2 separate regions of the Mus musculus genome follow, and region 2 is linked to region 1. A link is a contact called in public HiChIP or PLAC-seq data. All regions are on one chromosome and are shown on one strand. The core of a region is the stretch at or near the end of the contact, and the rest is flanking DNA. Distances in the headings are between cores, read along the strand shown.

Evidence for each region. HiChIP or PLAC-seq counts read pairs in DNA pulled down with a chosen protein or histone mark.
Region 2: an HNF4G HiChIP or PLAC-seq map of pancreatic cancer cells shows a contact between it and region 1. The contact joins two enhancer-like sites. A contact is called at or near these places in 1 of 484 Hi-C or Micro-C datasets (the C10 cell line), 5 of 115 datasets of contacts at active chromatin or transcription factors (acute myeloid leukemia, astrocytes, fibro-adipogenic progenitors and 2 more) and 1 of 9 other capture datasets (embryonic stem cells).

The regions. Positions count from the first base shown.
Region 1 is chr15:101,186,068-101,193,760 of GRCm38.p6, reverse strand. The region is part of intron 1 of Acvr1b (activin A receptor, type 1B); the gene reads right to left. Among named protein-coding and RNA genes, the nearest start is that of Mir6962, 4.0 kb to the left of the region's middle. Within about 2 kb of position 2,785, at least 80 of the 459 cell types and tissues checked have an H3K27ac peak or open chromatin away from gene starts, as enhancers often do. A contact at or near this core is called in acute myeloid leukemia and pancreatic cancer cells, where this site is marked.
Region 2 is chr15:101,974,506-101,982,198 of GRCm38.p6, reverse strand. It overlaps a transcript of Krt78 not described here. Among named protein-coding and RNA genes, the nearest start is that of Krt78, 24 kb to the right of the region's middle. Within about 2 kb of position 4,663, at least 346 of the 459 cell types and tissues checked have an H3K27ac peak or open chromatin away from gene starts, as enhancers often do. A contact at or near this core is called in acute myeloid leukemia and pancreatic cancer cells, where this site is marked.

The DNA.
Region 1 (7,693 bases), core at 1,536-4,035:
CTCTATAGGCCCTGTGTTCCTAACTGCTCTAGTCTATGCCAATAAAGGACAAATGAACTATCTACTCCATCCAAATGGGTCCTGCTGGGTGGACGGAGTCTTCCATTGGGAGAGCAGGCATTCCCTACATCCCATACAGAACTATGCAGTACCCCTGAAACCAGCCTCCTCCCATCTCTTTTTGGACACCAGGCACCCAGTTCCAGGATGAGGGAGGCCTGGCCTCATATGTCCTTCCACTGAAATTCCTTTTCTTGCCTAAATCCTTCCAAAGTCTGCCAGGCACACTTCCCCTGACAAGCTCCCCCTGCGTCTCCCTATCACCCACTCCCTCTAGGCCATGTGTGGCACCTCTCATCACGAGGGAGGGTCAAAGAGGGTGCTCTCCATAGAGAATCTGAATGCCTGCTTCACAAAGTCACTGTGAGGACAACGTGAACTCATGCACATAAAAGTGTTTAATAAACTTAAGCCAGCAGGGCCTGAAAGGCCCCTGAGCAGCACCTGGCATGCATACGCACACCCACTGTGTGCTACACACACACACACACACACACACACACACACACACGCACACAACCACACGCAAGCACTTTTCATCCACGCTGAATACACAGTCCTCACTGGGGTTGATGACTTTGCTGGGTATGGATCACACTGAAGTGTGTGCCCCCAACAGGAAATCACTGCAGATGAACCTGGCGCCTCTCAAAGCTGCAATCCTTTATTTATCTGACTAACAAGAATAGCGCAGACAGTTGGTGCTCCTCTACTGTCTCCCCCAAGCCTAACCTAGCCCTGACCTCCCGGGATGGGCAGGAATGTAGCTCTGGCTACAATACTGAAGCTGGCACTGAAGCTGAGTGCTGAATGAAGTGCTTGCTCGCCCACCAGGAGACAGAGGGAAAGGGGCAAGGCCTCCATGGCACACCCGCCGTGGGAAGACCTGCACACTAAGCCGCTAAAACAGAAAGGCTTGGGCCCAATCCAAACAGAAGCCCAGGCTAGAAAAGCCTATCCTCATCTCTTCTTCTACTCTGGAAGTCATCGCTCACTCTGCATACCCCAGACAACCCAAGCTACCTCAGAGTGTCTATCAATGAGGCAACCCCTCTGCTGTTCCCACTCAAGGACACAGGGACACAAGGACACAGGGTATGAGGCAGCACTGTGAGGCAGGCAGGTAGACGGAAGCTTTTCCATACAGGCAGGGCCTGCTGTATTCTTTACAGTGTGTGAGGAGATCTCTATCTTCTTGAGATGAATTCCCAAGCACACAGCTGCCCGGGAGCAGCTTGGGCTGTACCATCTCTCACAGACAGAGAGTGTGAAGTAGGGACTGCGAGCAGATCGGTCATGAAAGCAATTTCCACAGGAAGCTCCCCTGGAACTCACTCTACTCTTCTAGCTCCACGACTAAAAAAGCCTCAGATCTTCCTCCCAAACTTGTGGGTGAAATTTCTCGCTCGGTCTGTTTTTGTTTGTTTTCCTATTGGTTACTGTATTTGAGACAGTTTTCACTAAGTAACCAGCTGGCCTTGAACTCTCCACCCCCTAGCCTCCACAGTGCTGGGATCACAGGCCTGGGCTACTAAGCCAGGCTCTGTCTTACTCCTCTTAAGAACTTAAAATTTATTCAAGCCTCAGAAAACTTGGCAAGACCCCCTTTTCTTCCTTTGGAGTCCTGCTAATCCAAGAAGGCGCCTTTGACAAGTCCCTTTGTGTCCCTTAGGGGTTCCCCACAGGGAGCACCTCTCAGCACCGTGTTGTGACGTCCAGCAAAGACAACAGCATTGGGTCTATTTTGGGAAGCAAGAAAGGGAAAATTAACAACTTCAAGAGATGACTATTCTGAGCCGAGTGAGACACACGGCCTTTTCAAAAGCAGTCACCTCAGAGTCCATCAATTAGTGGGGCAGAGGAGACGGGAGTCTCTGGTTCCCGATAGCTGTTCCCCCTTCGGTGATGCTGGCCTCGCTCACAGTGATTCATTCTGGAGAATGACCACGCCCACACATGGCTCATTATTTTTGGGAAGTACTTAAGCAGGCCTGGTGTAAGGCAGGAAAGAACAGAAGTGGTGAAATCTATGCTGAAGGGCCCAGGATCAGCTGGGAAGTGGGCCATGTGGGCCTGCAATAAGGAGCGGGCCAAGCAGGCAGGCAAGTCCCTGAGCCTATCTAGGTCTCCACTATCCAACCAGCAAACACCGTTTATCTTACAGAGACAAGAGGGAAGTTAGCCAAGCGCCTGCCAAGTGCTGTGGCTACCCTGAGCAAGGCTCACCCCACTCTCACTGTGTTCACCTTTGCTTTTTACAGATGAGCGGCAAGCCCAAGCAGACACACTGTGAAGATAACCATCGCCATACCCGCACCCTGGAAGGATCTGAATCTACCATAGCAGGAGGGACAGTGGGCATCACAGAGCAACAGGTCACAGAGACCTGAACCTCAAGTGCTAGTTCCAATACTAGCCACATGACCTGGAGCACACAGTTACCCTAACTGTGACAGTCTCTTTTGGGCTGAAGCTGTGAAGGACTGTTAATAAGGCTCACACAACATATAAACATTATATATAGTAATATACTTTACATATGAACCTCCCTTTTAATGTAAAAATTGAAAGAAAACAACCCCAACAAGGAAAATATTTCTTAACAATGACTAGGAAGAGGTGAGCCACAGTCTCAGAGGAAATTGCTAGCTCGCTGCATGGTTGTGGGACTGTGTGGCTTCAGGAAGTCATTGACTATCTCTGCACTTCATTTTCCTCCTGATCAACCGGAAAAAGGAAGTGAAGAAGATGACATCACGTTCTCGCTAGCTACAAGCTCTCTTCCCTCTGGTCTAGGTCCAGAGCACTTGTCTCAGTCAGTCTGCTGTGTCCTTTAAAGACACGTGCACTCACCACTCATCTGCTAATACTCTTCACTGAAACAGAAGAAGCAATAATAAAATTATAAGCATATGCTGAACTTACTATAAATTCATATCCTAAATTTAATTCTTTCTGAAAAGCTAAATCCGGGCTAATGACAACAGCCTCTTGTCATGTTTCATCATGACTCATCAGGTCAAAAGTCTGCACACATGTGCACAGCCACAGGGCCACCTCACACACGTGTACTGCCACTGGGTCACCTGCACACATGTGTACTGCCACAGGGCCACCTCACACACGTGTACTGCCACTGGGTCACCTGCACACATGTGTACTGCCACAGGGTCACCTGCACACATGTGTACTGCCACAGGGTCACCTGCACGTGTGTACAACAACACAGTCACCTAAAACACTCCCTACTCTATCAGCAAGCACGAGCAGTGACTACCACAGAGGCACCAACTCACTGTGTGAACAAGTCAGCAGATGAGAGGCCTGTCTCACACATGCAAGGCCCTGGGCTCGGTCCCCGGCATTTTGAAATATATAAAAATAAATCAAATGGCCAATCAAATGGGGGGGGGTGTCAGAACACGAGCCCTCTCTCCACAGCACAGACTCTGTTATTGATGAGTCTAATTAGTCAGAACTGAACTTGAGACAAAACCACCTCGACAGGACTACAGCATGGGTCAAAGTCTGTCTGACTAGAAGGTGGTTTGTGGTAGGATGTGAATGCAAATCTGATTCAGAAAAAGGTTGTTTTGAGAAAAGCCAAGTCCCAGGATGAGCTGACTCTGGCTTCTGTGTGCTGTACACACAGTCTCCTGTGTCAGGAGGACACAGAGGCTCAGGCTGCGCTCAGCTGGGAAGTCTCAGGAACCACTACAGAGCCTTAGACTCACAGTGCCACAAGATATCGCAGGGGATACCCAAAACCTCAGAAAGTTAGGAGCACGCTACACAGCAGCCTGTTCTGTCCAAGAATTGGTTATGAACACAACCAGTTCTCTAGCTCTGAAAGCTAGAGCGACCATGGTCCTTAGTTTATTCATTACTCCTTAGGGACACTGGACAGTCTATCAGGACAGTGCATGCGGGGGTTTGTGCAGCCCCCACGCTGCAGTTTCTAACCCCACTATACACCGTGTGAGCAACAGCAGCCTACAGCATCAGGGCCCACCACTTCTTCCCTGGCCCTCGCCCAACCTCCCTACAGCTTTTTGGTGTTTGTTACGGGCACCTCTCAGGGTTGTATCTGATGGGTGTGCTTTTCTGACAGGCTGATATTTTCAGAATCCAGGGCCTCAGGCGAGCTAGGTAAGAGTTTCACTACTAAGCCATTTAAGTAAGTTCACTAGGGATAACACAAAGACATGAAGCTGGCTTTCTCAGATGCTGTGATGCTCAACTGATAACATTAGCAAGAGTCCACTCTTCTGTGATCTGCATTCTCTGTTATGTGGTCTCCACACAGCTCAGAGCTGAGGCAGACATAGTGGAACAAGGCCTTAGAGAAGGTATGGGGCTCACAAACGGTAAGCAACCTTACAAACCCAGTTGTCCTAGAGAACCCATAGTGTTCTGCAGTGTCCCTGTGACACTGCCCAGGACTCCTAACTGTCAGAACCACTGGAGACACCTTCCCAGTTAAACCCCCATAATTCTACCTCCAGCAGGTCATATCCATTCTTAATGCTCTCACCAAAAGACCTCACTGAGTATTCCTGCAGCTTCCTCTAGTCTAATCCTTCTGCCTTCTGAGCAGACAGCTGTGCCATGCACACCAATGTAGCTCCCCATCCTATTTTTAAGAGGCAGGTCTGCATATACAGCGAAAGTTCCCTCTTGTTGTTGTAAGACAGAACTTACAAGTTCGCCTGGAACCTGGATCTTCCCTCTTCAGCCTCTAAAGTCAGGTTTCCAGACAGCTACCAGTGCAGACGTTGGTCTTTGACAGTTCGTGTTCTGTCTCCTAGTGCCCTTTATTCAGACATTCTTACCTTCTTAGAAACCACCAAACCATTAGGTTGCCGAGGCTTACAGAAACCCCCCAGTCACCTCTCCTTGGTGGCTTAGCCTTCACTGTGGCTCCCAGTGCTACAGTCAGATCTCTGGCATCTCTTCACAAACAGAGGGACTGGGTCACTATCAGTGTTCTGGCTTAAGTACTATTTAAAAACAAACAAACAACCCAAAGCCAGACAGTGCTTCATTCACCTGTGTCTCCAGAACAGAATATGAGTAGACTCAAGGAAATATTTACTCAAAAAGAGGGTTTTCTCACAGGGCTGCTGAGAAGGCTCAGCAGGTATGACTGCTGCCACGCCTGATGGCCCAAGTTTGGTCTCTGGAACATCGCATCTCAGGAGAGAACGGACTCCAGAAAGCTGTCCTCTGATCTAAACACTTGCTTGTGGCACTCCTCCCCCAACACAAAATAAATCTAATGGCCATTTATCACTACAGTGCTGAAGTCCTTCAAGACAGAGGAAAACCCATGGTGGTCCAGATACTCTGGGGTGTGAATGGACTGGCCCAGCATCTGCGCTCTGTACCTGGATTCTAAGTGTAGGGCAGGGGCAGCTGGTCCCAGGCTAGCTCTGAGAATCCTCTACAAGTTACATCGTAAACTGCTTGGCTTTCTCACTTCCTCAAATTAACTGACCATGCCCCTAACCCTCCCAGTGCCTGTCAGCGCTGTTATCGTGAAAGATGCCCAAGAGCTGGCTTGTTTAAATCTGAACCAAAAGCCGGTTTCACTGCATTTGGCCAAAAGCTCTTAAACCTGTCAGACCCATGGTACTACTTTCAGGAAGTCACCTGCTAAGGAAGCCAGGTGGTTTATCCTGGAGTTTCCCGCATTCTGGGCTTTGCTGACTCCTAGTGGTGTCCTCTGAGCATGCACACCTCTGCAGGTCTATAAACTCAGATCTGAAGGTCTGATTTGTATACAATTCAGTTTTACCTTTTTTTTTTGCCCCTCTCTGTCTCTGAGATAGGGTCTTCCACCACCCAGACTGGCCTTAACTTCCTGATCCTCCTGCCTCTGCCTGCTGAGTGCAAGGGAGGCGGGTGGCTTCACATGTGACTGTTAGGATTTATTACAGCTGTTATTTTATGAGTGTTTGCTTGTGTGGATGTATAGATACCATGTATATACCTGGTGCTTATAGAGGCCAGAAGGTGTCAGATCTTCTGATCCTGGAGTTACAGATGGTTGTGAGCCACAATGTGGGTGCTGGGAACCTGGGTCCTCTGCAAGAACAGCAAGTGCTCTTAACACCTGAACCAACTCTCTAGTCCCCATCTTTTGGCTCTCCATGACAGGGTCTTGCTATGTAGCCTAGGCTAGCCTTCAACTCCTCCTGCCTCTGCCTCGACTGCCGGGACTCCAGATCTGTTCCAGCATGCTCTTCAAGGTGTCTCCTTTCCTGACAGACCCTACCTACTGCAAGCACTGTGTCCTCAGCACTACCCACCAGGCACAGTCTCTGACAAAGACACCTCGCACACTATGCACCCACTAGATTCCACTCAAAACTAAGACTGGATCCAATGCATTTCCTCAGAAGTTCTAAGGCTTAAGAATGGGTTCTTTAAAACATCTGCTCTCATGTGTGTGCATGTGTGTGCGTGTGTGTGTGCGCTTGCACATGCATGCTATCTTGCACACGTGGAAGACAGAGGACAACCTGAAGGCATCAGACCTCTGCCCCCTCCCATGTGGATCTCAGGGGATCAAACTCAGGTTGTCACACTCAGTGGCAAGAGCCATCATGCCCATCCTTACAAATAGGTTCCTCTCTTGCTTCTGCTTTGATAATTGCTGTCTGCAATCATTCATGTCTGATCTAATCCTGTGGCTTGTCCAGCCTCATTACCCTGGCCAGAGGTTGGCATCACATCCTTCCAAGCCTAGTGAGTCCATATAAGGACAAGATCTCGTGAGCCGTCTTGTGTCAGGTTGTCCTGTCTCTACCAGGCCACTCTTTCTGTTGTGCCTCCCCACAGGTCTGCAGTTTGGCATCCCCACACTATGCTGCTTATCAAAGCCCCCACTTGCTACGAGCTTCTCAGTTCTAGTCATGCACACTGGAGAATTACCCAGGACATCCAGTCGCTGTAAAATTACTAAGGCCATTCTAAACATTGTATGCTAGGTTTCGGTCTTTTAATGCCCTTTGTCTTTTGAAAATTTGTATTTGTGTGTGTGTGCACGTGCATTTGATGTACGTATGATGTAGGTATTATATGTGAGTGTGAACAGTATGTGATGCGTGATATGGTATGTGTGTGGTGTGTGTGCTGTGTAAGTGTGTGATGCGTCTGTGTATGATGTGTGTATGTATTATGTGTGATGTATATGCAATGTATGGTGTATACATGTGATATGTGTGAGTGAGGTGTTCATATGTGATGTATGTATCTGGGGTGTGTGTGTATGTTGTGTGTGATGTATGTGAGTGTGCAGGGCATAAGGTTTGCAGGGCCATGCCACTTGCCCCAGTGTATTTTTCTGTGACTGGGTTGTTTTACTTTACACAATCTCCATTTTCTTCTTTAAAATATTTGTGTGGATGACTGGTGGTGCCTCCCAGAACAGCAGCCACACCAGACACAGAGCAGTAATGGAGAAAAGCAAGGCCAGCACCCCTGAGAGCGAGAGCAGGCTGCAGGACCTGGGCGCTCAGTCATCTTCTCTACTTGCTTACTTGGACGTGTAACTCTCAGTGGTTTCTCAGATGATGTAACTTTCAAAATAAATTCAGTAATACACAAAAAATGGGAACCTAATTTGTTC
Region 2 (7,693 bases), core at 3,414-5,913, 790 kb before region 1:
TTGCTCTGCCTCTCCTCCAGCACTGGGATGTGAGTGTATGCATATGTGTGTGTGTGTGTGTGTGTGTGTGTGTGTGAGAGAGAGTGTGTACGTATGAGTGTGTATATGTGTAAGTGTGGGTAAGCATGTATGCGTGTATATGTGTGTATATATGTGCATGTGTGTATATATACATGTATGTGTATTGAGAGTGTGTATATATATATATGTGTGTGTGTGTGAGAGAGAGAGAGAGAGTGTGTACGTATGAGTGTGTATATGTGTAAGTGTGGGTAAGCATGTATGTGTGTATATGTGTGTATATATGTGCATGTTTGTATATATACATGTATGTGTATTGACAGTGTGTATATATATGTGTGTGTGTATATGTGTGTGTGAGAGAGTGCGAATGTATGAATATGTGTATGTATGTGTATATGTGTATGTACAAGTGTGTGAATGTGTATGTGTGTGTATGTATATGTATGTGTATGAATGTGTATCTATGAATATGTGTGTGTTTATGTGTGTAGGAGTATGTATATGTGTGTGTGAGTGAGTGTACATGTGTGAGTGTGTATATCTGTGTGGGGGGGGGGAGAGGAAGAGGGAAAGGAAGAAGGAGAAGGTTTGGGGAATTAATTTTGCCCACTAAGCCATCTTCCCAACTACATGATTGTTGTTGTTCTTAGAATTTCTTCATGGCCCACTTCCTCTTGGGCAGCAGGTCTCAGCAGACCTTGGTTCTCATGGCTCTGTGCTTCTCCTCCTGGTTCAGCAGCTGGTCTGGGAGAGGACATTGCTTCTGGGGCAGTGTCTCCTAGGCTTAGCATAGCTTTGAGTGTTTGCTTTATGTCACCAGGAAGCTACTTGAGACTGGGGGGATCAGCTCTAGTGGAAAGGGGTCCATCAGAAGAAAAGGAAGGCCTCAGAGAAGGGGAGTTCTGAGCTGAGTGACTCTTTCCTGAGGGGTCTACCTAGCCAGCATGGCTTCTCCTTCAGGCCCCCAACCCTGCTGTCGAGTACCTGTTTCCCTTCCCACTACTGGCCTGCTGACAAGGGCCAGCCCCATCTGGCCCAGGCCAGATGCTGAGGTGGCAGGCAGAGGAGGGGGTGGGACGGCCGACGTGCTGGAGCATGGGCAGCCTGCCCTGTGCTGAGCTGGCATCTGGTCCTGAGAGCAGGTGGGGCCCCACCCAAGCAGGCTGGGGCAGGTAGGGCAGGCCCGTCTCCAGCAGGGAGGGAGGAGAGGTGATGGGGCAAGTCTGGGCTTTGCTTTTGCCAAGGTGGAAGAAAAGTTGTGTGTGTGTGTGTGTGTGTGTGTGTGTGTGTGTGTGTGTGTGGCAGCGCTGTGTCCTGTAGGGATTCCTGTGTGTGGGGATGAAACGCATCACTTCTGAGTCTGGGCACACTTGTGTTTGTGACTGTCTATGCATTTGGTTCACATGCATGCCTGTAGTCCTTCTGTGCCATACCCAGGCATCCATAGATATAGGCAAGGGGTAGTGGGTGTTGTGTGAAGGTCTAGAGTGGATGCAAGTCTGTGGGAAGGCCAAGTGCTCAAAGGATTGTCCTGTGTGCCACCCCCTCCCCCCACCAAGAACTATGTGGCTTTTGTATGTGGTGCTCAGGGAAGACACTCATGGGAGCCAGTGCTCAGACTTTTTTCTAAAGGCATCTGTGTGTGTGTGTGTGTGTACACATGTTTGTGTGTGAGTGTGCATGTATACATGTACATATGTGTGCCTTCGAGAGAGTGTATGTGCATATGCATGTGTGAGTGTGTGCATGTGTATGTGTGTGCATGCACCCCTGTGTGTTACTCTTTATGTACACAAGTAGCCCAGGTGTTAGTCCCAGAGGCAAGAGCCGGCTGTGACCTGTTATGTGAGTTATCTGGAGAGCAGAGAGTTTAAGATTTTAGGCTGAGTCTTGAGTGGATCTGGCCAGACCCAGGACCAATTTGTTCCCGTGTCTTACAACTGTCATAGTCTGTCACCTTCCTGCTGGTTCTCTCTCTCTCTCTCTCTCTCTCTCTCTCTGACTGACAAACGATTGTGAGTCTGCATCTTCTCATTTTTATCTATGCTGTGTTTGTATAATAGTCTTTCTGTTTTAGGGACGGAATGTAGGGCTTCCCATACAGTAGACTGATGTTCTGACAGTGAGCTATGTCTTGAATCTAATTTTTTAGTTAAAAAAAGTATTTTCTTTTTTTTTTTTTTGAGTCAGGGTTTCACTAAGTTGTCCAGACTGGCCTTGAACTCACCCTTTAGCTCAGGCAGGTCTTCCACTGTCTATCCTCTGCCTTAGCCTCCAGAGAGCTGGAATTATAGGCCTTTGTCACCACTTTGAGTTGTGTCCCCCCCCCCCCCAGCTTGATCTTCTAACACCAGGCACTGGCCACTAGAAAGTACTGACTCAGAAGATTAGGCAGATCCTCTGAATATTGGTATATTTTGTTATACAACATAGAAAACTGGATTACATGCTAAAATCATCAGAAGAGTTTCCGGCAGTAAGCCGTCAACTTCCTGATTACAGATACAGGCTATATACATGTTTGTGTGTGTGTGTGTGTGTGCATTTGTGTGTGTTATTGTGTAGCCCAGGTTAGTCTAAAACTCACTTTCCTCTTATCCTCACTCTCCTAAGAGCTTGGATGACAGATATCTGCCACCAGCCTCAGCTCTGTTTGTCACACACATACACATAAATAAAAATAAATCTTAAATATTGTTTTTACCTGTGAGTGTGTGACACACTGCATGAGAATATGTATGTATATGTATGTATGTATGTGTGTATATGCATGTGTGTATGTGTGTGTATGTATATGTATGTGTGTGTATGTATGTTTGCATGTGTGTATGTGTGTAGGTCAGAGGTCAGTGGCAGGTATTTTCCTCAACTGTCCACCTTATTTATTTTTTGCTTTACCTTTGTATGCAGTGTGGTGTGTGTATGTGTGTGTGTGGTGTGTGTGAATTCATGTATAAGTCAGAAGTTGACAATACGAATCCTCCTTGATTGCTCTCCATTTTATTTACTGAGGCAGAGTCTCTTGCTGAGCATGGAGCATGGAGACTCAGTTAGGCTAAGCCAGGTCCCTTGCCCAGGGATCCCCTATCTCTGCCTCCTACAGCCTGGAGGGATCCTCCCTGGGGCAGGGGGCACTGGAGCTGGGCTTAAGGTAGCCCACCAAGATTGTCTTTTTTCCTCTTTTTTAAAATGTAGGTTTTGAGGATCCAAACTCTAGCCCTTAAACTTTGCAACAAGTTTCCCCCAACAACTTTCCGCCTCATTTTTTGATCTGGGGTTTCTCAGTGAACATGGGGCTTACTAATTATGCTAGGTGGGCTGGTCAGGGGGCTCTAGGAGTCTGCTTGTCTCCTCTTCCCCAAAGCTGAGGTTACACCACACTCTTGCTGTGGCTGGTTTTCATTTGAGGTCTGGAGATCTGAACTCAGGTTCTCATGGTTGCCAGCAAGCAGCAAGCACTTTACCCACCAAGCTCCTTTTTTTTTTTTTGCTTGGTGCCTGCTTCCCCATGTCAGGGTTTCACTTTGTATTCCTAGCCTGGAACCTTCCTAACAGTTCTTAAAACAGCTGTGTGTCCTGTGGAACACGAATGTGTATATTGTACTTGCACATGACCTCTAGACACTGATGTAGTCATGTGTGTGTGTGTGTGTGTGTTTTTCCCCTACACATTGTTGAGCTGAGTTGACTGTGTCCTCCCTAGCTGGAGATTGGGCACACCCTGTCAGCCCCTCCAAAGCCCACATGAACTGATAAATGGCTTCTTTCTGTCCCCTACTCTGTTCCCTCCCTCCGCTTGGACATGAAAACCCTGGGTAAGGCTGACGGTGGTGTCCCTAAGTTTGCTGTAGTGTGATGGGTTGGCTTCAGATTGCCACTAGCTAGGAACCTGTGCAACCAAGGCAGTGAAGGAGCTGTGCTGTCGAGCTTGGTGGCCCTGGGTTCAAGCTAGACTTCCCCTTCTCTTGTTCAGTGTGGCCTGGGACAGTCACCTTCTCTAGCTGAGTTTGACCTCTGTGAGGTGTGCCTGGTTGATTATTCCATTCAGAAGGTAGGATGTTCAAAAATGTACCACAGGGTTTGGTTTTGAGTACCCAGGGCAGTTGAGGGTTCTTTTCCTTCCTAATGATCGCTTGTTGTTGCGCTTTGAGATTACATCAAGACTGCTTTGGAGTCTTGCAGGACTGGCTGGCCATGGGGCTGGAATGAACACCTTGAGCCTAGGTTATGGAATATAATCTGGCACGACCTACAAGTGCCCTGGCCACCCGGCCATGGAGTGGCCACAAAGGAACAACCTGTAGACTCCAGAAAGCCAGCTTGTCCTCTGGGCCTGCCATGGTAATGCCTGCAAACCTCAAGGGGGTAGACAAAGTACTTCTGGTACAAGCACCCTAACACCACCCATTTCAAAGTAACTGAAGCCCCCTTCCCCACTCTCCATAGCCACTGAAACTCCTTAGCCCCCAAGGCTAAGTTATGCTCTCCCCTTCCCCCAGCGGGCAAACTGTTCCAGAGGTCCAGATCCGCCACCCCCACCACCCCTGGGCGGTTCCCTGCTGACTCAGGCTGGCCCGGCTTAGCGGGCGGGCCGGGGTGGGAAGAGGCCGGGCACAGGGCCAGGGCCGGGTGCGGCGGCGGGTGAGTCACCCGGATCGGGCGCGGTGGCGCCGCCCGGCCCCAGCGGCCGTGGGAGCGCTCGGGCACAGCCAATGGGCGGCTGCCACCCGGCTCGCGCCGCCACGCCCCCTGGCTGCAAGCCGCCCAGTTTCCAGCTCCCTGGCCCCCGACGGACCCCCGACCCTGGCAACCTGGGATTTTTGCGGACTTTGCTTCCCCATGGAGGCTGCGGGGAGCAGCGTGGGGCTCAGGAGTTGAGGAGAGAGCAGCTTCTATAGTCCTTCCTGCTGCAAACCCCACTGGTCAGGGCCACACTCCAGGTCCCCAGGAGGCCCTGCCACGCAGGGGGGGCTCTGGGTCTTTACTGTACCCACGCCACCTGCTGGTTAGGGCCACCCCAGGTCCACAAGAGGACCTGCCCCACATGGGGGCTCTGGGTTCTTAAGTGTCCACAACACCTGTGATTAGTGCTACCACACACCTTCAGGAGGCCCTGCCGATCAAGGGGGCTCTGAATCCTTACTGTGCCCATGACACCTGCTGGTTAGGGCCTGCTTCCCCAGGAGGCTCTGCCGCAAATGGGAGCTCTGAGCCCTTACAGTGTCCCTCTGGGTTCTTTCCAGGTAGTGACATTGGGGTACCCAGCACCTTCTCAAAGAGGGCAGACTCCTCTGTTTGCCAGTCTGTGCTGGTTGAACCCTGGCACAGTGTCCTTGGCCAAAGTTTTCTGTTCCCAGACAGCCACACTACCGACTACTTTCTGCTTCAGAAAACAGTCATGGTACTAAGAAGGTCATGTTTCTAAGACTCTAGTGACCCTGGCTCTAGTGGCCAACCTTCTCCAGGCTTTGGCCTTGGCACAACCGATACACACAGGCTCATCAGCACAGAGGCCCAGGCAAGTGTAGATGGCAGGCCTGGATTGTCATATACTCTATACAAGCACAGGAAGAGACAGAAGACTCTCTTTTTCTTTTTTTCTTTCTTTTAAACTGTAAATTACTGTGAAGATAAAGTGTCTGGTAATTTACAAATCCTCAAGAAACAGTAGGTCTGATTCTCTCTCACACAGACACAGCCCCACAAACACACAGCCCATGAAGACACAAACACACGCCCCCACGAAGAACCTCAGACACTGACACATGTTCAGATACACATCAATAGAGATACATTTGCACAGATCTGCAGACACAACTAACCCCCCCTCCCCCAAACCAGGAAAGCAGAAACCCCCACAGCAATCATAAAATCCAGTTTTACTGCCCAGGGTGTGATGGGAACCAGCAGCCAGCTGGGCGGGGGCAGGAGGCCTCAGCGTCTGGGCGGTGCCTGCTTTGCCCTGGCTCCCACTCAGCCCCAGGGTCAGGACGCCTTCATTTTCTGACACGCCCTCCTCTGTCCCCAAGAACAGTCACCCCATCCTTTCTCCACTGTTGCCTAAAAGCAGGACACACCCTCTTGTGACAACTGAGCCCTAGGCTATCCCCCCACCCCCACCCCCAGTGTGTACCCTGCTAGCAGGGCCTGACAGCTTTCTGGGTAGGTTTGGGGTCTGCGGAGGTGCTCTTTCCCTGATAGTCCTCTGGGTTGAGGGTTCAGCTCTGAGGACGTGGCTGCTTAGCCCTCTTCAGCTGGAAGGGAGTAGAGAGGACTCCAGGCCCTGAACAGTTTCCTGGTATCCCCTCTCCGCTTTGCCTTGTGGTCCCTGTCCTCAGCTCTTGAGGCCGCAGGAACTTTAGAGTCAGAGAGAGCTAGGAGGAGGCCCCACGTCTGGGCCTGGGTTAGCACCCGTCTCCTGATGAACTTAGGCCACGTTGGCCTAGCCTTCCACTTAGTATTTCCCCATTGCTCTCATACCCGCCTCCGCCCTGCAGTGAGCATCAGAGTCTTTCAGACTGACCCCCACCTCACCGCCGGCCCCCACCCCACCACCTCACCGAGTCTAGCCCTTCAAGGAAGAGACTCACACTGGGGGTCACACACTGACTCTTTAGGGATAGGGCTGTGATTAAGAGCGGGGCTCTGGTCCTTGTGACTAGAAAAGTCCTGAATGCTAGCTAGTGTCTGTTCCCTCCTAGTCCCTGGCCATTTTCCTGTGAACAGATCTGCTCTCACTATAGTTTGACTTTGCCAGGGTCTGGGGTGGGAGATGAGATCCAGAAGGACTCTGGCCTTGACCTCTGCTCCTAGTAAAAAATGAATGTCAGGTAGAGTGAGACTATCAGGTGACAGAGGACATGGGTCCTAGGAAGCCTGGTAAGAGTCACCTGGAGAAGGGTTTTGAGGGAGAGGGGACAAACCAAAGGGACACCTCGTCTGCATGGCTAGGGATCTTGAAGAAGGGGACAGTACTTGTTCTGTCCCCTTTATGGAACCCTCTGTGACTTCTATCCCTTTGAGCTCGTTCTGAAGGTTGACCACAAGGGACCAGGTGACCTTTTGATTAGAAAGCCGTATAAAGGTGAAAGGGCCAGGTGGAGCTTGGATGTCTTTCTCACTCCTGGTCCTTGATGTCTTATCTACAGGGCAACCTCCAGGGCTGGCTGGACACTGGTCATTTTCAGGGTCTGGACTCCCAGAGGTTCTGGGACATGGCAATCACTCCACTCTCTGTTCTCTTCCTTCTCAGCCACGCTTTGCCAGCCTCTGCACCCCTGTCCTGACCTACCGAAGGGTCTCTGGAAGGCTAAGAAGGGCTCCCTTCAGTATTTGGACTCTAAGCAGGCCCCTTTCTTTTTTGCCTTTAGATTTTTCTGTCCCCCACTTTGCCCCTAAGGCTTGGATGAGCCAGAAGGGTGGGGCTCCCTGTTGGCAAGACTCAATTTTGCTGGCTGGGAGTTTTTCAGGGTGCTAATTAAAAGGAACCACCCAGAGAGAATGACTTCACTTGTTCTCACACACACACCCTTCGGCCCTGCCCTCTCCAGTGGCCCCATTCACACGCCGGGGCGCACTGCGGGTGGAGGAGCCCACGGCAAAGGCAAGACCCTTTGTGTCTGTCCACAAGCCAAGTGCAGGCTCAGAGCATTTTTAGCATTTCCCCTCC